Regions from separate parts of the Mus musculus genome. Here region 2 is linked to region 1. A link is a contact called in public Hi-C data. All regions are on one chromosome and are shown on one strand. The core of a region is the stretch at or near the end of the contact, and the rest is flanking DNA. Distances in the headings are between cores, read along the strand shown.

Region 1 (2,772 bases), core at 112-2,611:
CATAGAGATGGGCCACACTTATTGGTGGTAGTCCACATAAGAGGCCTTGATTAAAGGAAGCTTTTGCTTTTTTGCCTGCTTTAATAAGAGTTCTTAAATGCTTCAACCTCCCTTCTAGCCCACCTACCAGAAGAAGGGGAAAAGAAAGGTTAATAGGAAACGGGGTGGGGGTGGGGTGGGGGGTGGAGCTGTTTAGAAGTAGTTCTTTGGGGGCGATTCTAATCTTCGCATTGTCAGGATATCAGCAGTCCAGTCCAAAACACCACACATGAATCAGTAGCCATGGCTCGATCCAGAAGACGTCTTGAGGCTCTGCTGAGTCACCATGAGTTTGTAGAAGGGGCAAGAAGCAGCTGGAATCCCACGTGAAATTCTCTGGCTCGTTTCTCCATACAAAGTCATGACACCTGAAGACCACTCAAGACCAGCAAAGTGTTGCAAGGTGAGCCAATGCAAGAGCATCCTCTTAACTCTCTGTGACGTTATATTTATAGTCTTTCTAAATGTCACGTGACCGCTCAAACATCCACTACGGCAAAACATCACATGCCCTTCCAGAAAAACATCACATGACACAGCCGAGTCTCCAAAGAAACCAACAATTTCCACTTCAGCTTGCTCTCACTCTCCTTAGCAGGTGTTAGAACTCACTTTCTCGGGATTCCAATGTAGACTGAAGACCAGCAGCTCTCTGGGATTCCCTGGGACTCGAGTACCAGACCAAGATTGCTGAGACATTCCAGTCTTGTGGACTGAACAATTACTGGCCTTTCTGTCAGGAGATAACCATTGTTGGGTCAGTCAGCAACAGCCTGTAAACCACTGTAATAAATTCCTATTAAATATATTTGTATTCATTCCACCAATTTTGCTCCTTTTTAGAGAACCCTGACTAATACACCTCCCCACAGAGGAACATAGCACAGCCTAACCCTATGCTGCCTACCTGTCACCTGACAAGACAGGGGCTAGCGTACTATCTACCAACGTTCATCTGTTAGCATTGTAGAATTTGCAGGTATTGTAAGACATCTGTTGCAACCACCCAGCTCTATTGCTGGAGTGCAAAGACAGCCATAATAGCTATGTCAGTGACTGCCGTGTTCAGATAAAATTTTATTTAGAAAAACGGGCAGCCTGTGCAATCAAAGGTTGCTGCTCCTTGATAAATGAGTCCCGGTGTGTGCTGTGGTGGTTTTCTGTCACCATACATTTAGTTAAGGCATTGGTGGTAGTCACAGAAACCAGGCAAGAGCTTGGGACATTGTCATTTCTTAAAAGTTTGTGCAACAGCCACTTCCCATGAATCGAAATTTCTTGTAGCAACACTGTGGTTTGAGGATGAATCACAGCTTCCCACTGTCTGTAAGCAAGTTGTCTCTTGATAAAGGAAATGGCTCTTGGCAGGGCCTTTTTATGATAGTTCAGGCTCACCAGCTATTCTTCTAGAACTAAATACCTTTATTATGTGTAATTAGGACAACAACCGAGAAAAGATGCAAATGTGTTCCGTACATCTTCCTTGCCACAGCTGGGAGTGTTGTGACCTTTTCAAAGAGGAGGTTTGCACAGAAGCACACTTCACATGTGTGGAAGGGGAAGGCAGGAGGGGGAGGTAGGGAGGAGAAATGGAAGCTAAAAGGAAGAAGCAAAAGGGCGAGAGGCCGGCAGGGCGGGGTCCAGGCACTCAGTTCAGCTGGTGCTCACCCAGCAATCCTCTGTCCCCAAGTAAAGAGGATCAAACGATACAGGCCACCATCTCCAACTACCACTGGCTCTTTCTTTTCTGGAATTCCTTCCATCCCTTTGCAGGGTGGAGCTGATGGTTTAACTAGGCAAAGCAATGGAAATAAGAGGAAGAGATGGTAGATGAAAGGGTTGGTTCTTGCCTTTCCTTTCTGACAAGGAATGGGAGTCCGCCAACGTCATCGTCTAGAAGTTTCTTTTATATTGAAAATACCCAAGTGTGGTCACTGGCGTGCACCTAGAGTGACCAAAGAATGAAATGATTCCTCTTTCTCTTCCTCCTCCTCTTCCCTTTCTCTTCCTTTTTCTTCCTCCTCTTCCCCCTTCCTCTTCTACCTCCTCCTCTTCCTCCTCAAGACAAGGTCTCATTATGCAACCCTAGATCCCAAGAACTTCCAATATAGACTAAACTGGCATTGAACTCAGAGATCCACCTACCTCTGTATCTTCCCCGCCCCACACCCCCCATGCACCCCCCACACACACACACACACACCGTGCTGGGATTAAAGGTGGGGCAGTGATGTGCCTGCAGCATGTTGGCTGAGAACTTGAGCTTATGAGTAAGCCTAACACTGGTCTCTAACCTGCTTTCCCACTCCCCATGAGCAAGCTAGCTCCTGATTGGCACCGGTCCTTGGCTCCTCAGTGCAGGTGCCACTGTGCCCATCTCATAGAGTAGCTATGAGAAAGAGGGGAGCCACTGGAGATGAAGTGGTTGCACAATGCTCTGCTCAGACAAATTTCTGGCTTTGCTTCTCAGAGTGCCCTGCCCCATGATGCAGAAACAGAAACAGGCCACAGAGTTGTCCACTCTTCTGTCTCCCACGAGGGTTTCCTTGCTTCTAAGGGACACTACCTAAAGGGACTCGAGAAAGGGACAAAGTAGAAACAAAAGGAGACAAAGGCCACCCACTAGACTTCCATCTCCCTCCAACACTGCCTGGGCTGCTAATTGCGATTCCATGTTAGGTAGCAATGAACCTTTTCCAGGCTGGCTTATAGCTTGAGTGCTCATAAAGACAT
Region 2 (2,772 bases), core at 105-2,604, 140 kb before region 1:
CCAGGCTTTGGAAAGCAGCAAAGGTCCCCCTCGGTGTTTGCTCCGATATGGAGATGTGGGAGCAGGCAGGTACAGGAGGCCAGTCCAGGTCCTGAAGCAATGAGGGCAGTGATGGACAGAGCAGAGCCAGCACCAGCTCCCTCCCCTTACTATCACAGTCCAGAAGCAACAGGGATGGCCAACTCCAGATAATAATAATAGAGAGCAAATTCCATAGGCTGCCGGTCTTGTAACAGAGCAGATGCTCATCTTTGAGTTGCCAAGAAGCCAAACCCAAGTAAAATGCATGTTGTTGGAGATTACTGGAGAATCTTCCTCTATATATCATTATACTTCCCTGTGTTCCCTACTAACCAGAGAAGAAAGGAGAAGGCAATTCTCTTAATGAGCTGGTATTGAGAACAGCAGTCCACCCCCGCCCCCTCTCTTCATATCTTAATTCTGAGCCACCTTGCCAGCTGAGGAAAACCCAGGGTATGGTACAGGTCCCATAGCGAGGGCTTCTGCCAATTGGTGGAGCCCACCTCCAGGCCCTGCTGAGAGCCCTTGCTTCCTTAAGACTGGATGGAGTCTGCCTCTGGAATGTGCAGAAACTATCCAGGTGTGTGACTGGGCCCCCCGGTTGTGTCCTGAGATTCTGGCCAGTTAGCTGGCCTGCTTTGTTAAAGGCTTGCAGGGCTGAGACCCATGTGTAAGGAAGAAGAGCATTTGACAGCCACAGACTGCTCCTCGGTGTGCCCAGTAGCACACAGACGAACGTTCAGGATGGTTTTAAAGCTTTAGCGAGAAGGCATAACAGGGTCCCACAGTCAACACCACTACTACAAAAGCACCTCTGAGGACCTGTCTCGTGTTGCTGAGGCAGACTTTCCCCTCATGGAGGACTTCAGAATTCACACACAAGACCTCCAGCCACAGAGAACACATCACATCAGATCAGCCACGGCCCATGCTCCATTTCCATCTGTTGGTACCAGCCAGTCTCTCCACTTTCCCTCTTCTTTAACCACAAGGACTGTCAGGGCACACTGGGAATCCTAGAGGCTGGACTGGCCCTGGCCTGCTGGTCAGCTTTCCTGAGTGGACTCCTGTGAGCCTGAAGCTACCTGTTCCCTTTTCATCCTGTTCCAACCCAATGCTCCACCTGCAAACGGGATCTCAGTCAGTCCAGACGGCACCTCCTGAATCATCTGGTGCTCGGCCAGATGAACTGGGTTGTTCTGTGTAGAGTAGAAAGAGCTTTAAAATGTATTATTAATTGGGGCCAGATTATTTTTTGCAACTGTTACTAAGGAAACCTCAATTGCTATAGTAACTGCATATGTTAAACTGGGATGCTATGACTCAACTTCTACTCAGTCACATGGTTAAAGAGCCACAAGCCAAGGAGGAGAAATATTTCAAAGCATTTCCAGTTTCTTCTTCTTCTATCTCTTTTTTAGCCATCCCATGTCAAAATATTATGAAGTATTGGGAAGCCTGAGAGAGAGATACTTTTGAAATCTGACATGTAGGCAGGGGGTCAGCTCTTACTATAAGCTCTGCATGTCCTCTCCTTTGGGGGGGGGGGGGAGTGTGGTAAGGGAAGACACACCCGGAAGCCAGGGGGAGGCAGGAGGCCCCACAGCTCATTAGGAAGCACTCACAAGCCTGTCTCAGCATTGCCCTGGGCAAGGTACATCTGCGAGCTTCGGCTCCCTCCCCCTTAGGAGAACCTGGACTTTCCGAAAGACCAGTGTTTTCATCTGCAAACCAGAACGGCAAAGTGTGGATCTAATGCACCCAGAGTGCCCTGCAGACCAAATGCATTAGCTCCAGAGGAGTTTAGTGGGAGGCCGAGTGGACCCTGAACAACAGTTAGTTTTAGCTCTCCTCAATCCCTTTTGGTTTGTATTTGTGGTTCCGAGTTCAAAACTCACAGTAGGTGAGACATTGACAAACATAGTGGCAACTCAATTTCTTCCTTTTTCTTTTCTTTTTTCTTTTTGTTTTTCAAGACAGGGTTTCTCTGTGTAACAATCCCTGGATGTCCTAGACTTGCTTTGTAGACCAGGCTGGCCTTGAACTCACAGAGACGTGTCTGCCTCTGCCTCCCGAGTGTTCATACCTGACACAACTAAAGTTTTTATAATTGTTTTATTTACTTTATATCCAATCACAGCCGCCCCCCCCCCAACTTTTTAAAAGTATTGTAGACAGAGCCATCAAGATGGCTCAGAGGATAAGGTGTTTGCTGCCATGCCTGGAGACCTGAGTTCAAATCACAGGGACCCAAGGAAGGAGAAAGCTGACTCCCAACAGTTGTCCTCTAACCTCCACGTGTGTGCTATGTCACATACCGACTTCCTCCATACATGCATACATACACAGAATAAATAAATCAAATAGAATAAAATATATTCTAGGTCAGCAGAAACAGCTCAGTGGTTAAGAGCACTGGCTGTTCTTCCAGAAGGTCTAAGTTCAATTGCCAGCAGCCACATGGAGGCTCACAACTGTCTGTAACTCCAGGTCCAGGGTATCCAATAAATACCCTCTTCTGACACCAGACACACAAAGTATACAGACATACATGCAAGCAAAACACCCATATACATAAAGTATTAATAAAAAAAAATCCTAAGCAGTATGGATCAGCAGCATGAGACCCACTGGGTGAATTTCTTAGAGACAGACTCTCAGACCTACTGCATCACAATCTCAATAGAACAAGGTCAATGGAGATCCAGACTTGCCTTCCGCCAGGGAAGCCCTGGGTGTGGCTGCTCAGCA

What was found. Hi-C and Micro-C count contacts between places; a contact is called where the count stands out from the background.
Region 2: a Hi-C map of the C2C12 cell line shows a contact between it and region 1, with 2.7 times the contacts expected there. The contact joins two enhancer-like sites. A contact is called at or near these places in 2 of 39 promoter capture datasets (the C10 cell line and pre-B cells), 1 of 15 datasets of contacts at CTCF or cohesin (embryonic stem cells), 59 of 484 Hi-C or Micro-C datasets (the 4T1 cell line, the C2C12 cell line, CD4 T cells and 44 more), 14 of 115 datasets of contacts at active chromatin or transcription factors (embryonic basal ganglia, embryonic forebrain, embryonic hindbrain and 6 more) and 1 of 9 other capture datasets (embryonic stem cells).

What each region holds. Positions count from the first base shown.
Region 1 is chr3:101,312,115-101,314,886 of GRCm38.p6, reverse strand. No RefSeq gene overlaps it. Among named protein-coding and RNA genes, the nearest start is that of Gm32803, 17 kb to the right of the region's middle. Within about 2 kb of position 1,361, at least 27 of the 459 cell types and tissues checked have an H3K27ac peak or open chromatin away from gene starts, as enhancers often do. A contact at or near this core is called in the C2C12 cell line, where this site is marked.
Region 2 is chr3:101,447,438-101,450,209 of GRCm38.p6, reverse strand. All of the region lies in intron 7 of Igsf3 (immunoglobulin superfamily, member 3), which reads right to left. Among named protein-coding and RNA genes, the nearest start is that of Gm40109, 59 kb to the left of the region's middle. Within about 2 kb of position 1,354, at least 41 of the 459 cell types and tissues checked have an H3K27ac peak or open chromatin away from gene starts, as enhancers often do. A contact at or near this core is called in the C2C12 cell line, where this site is marked.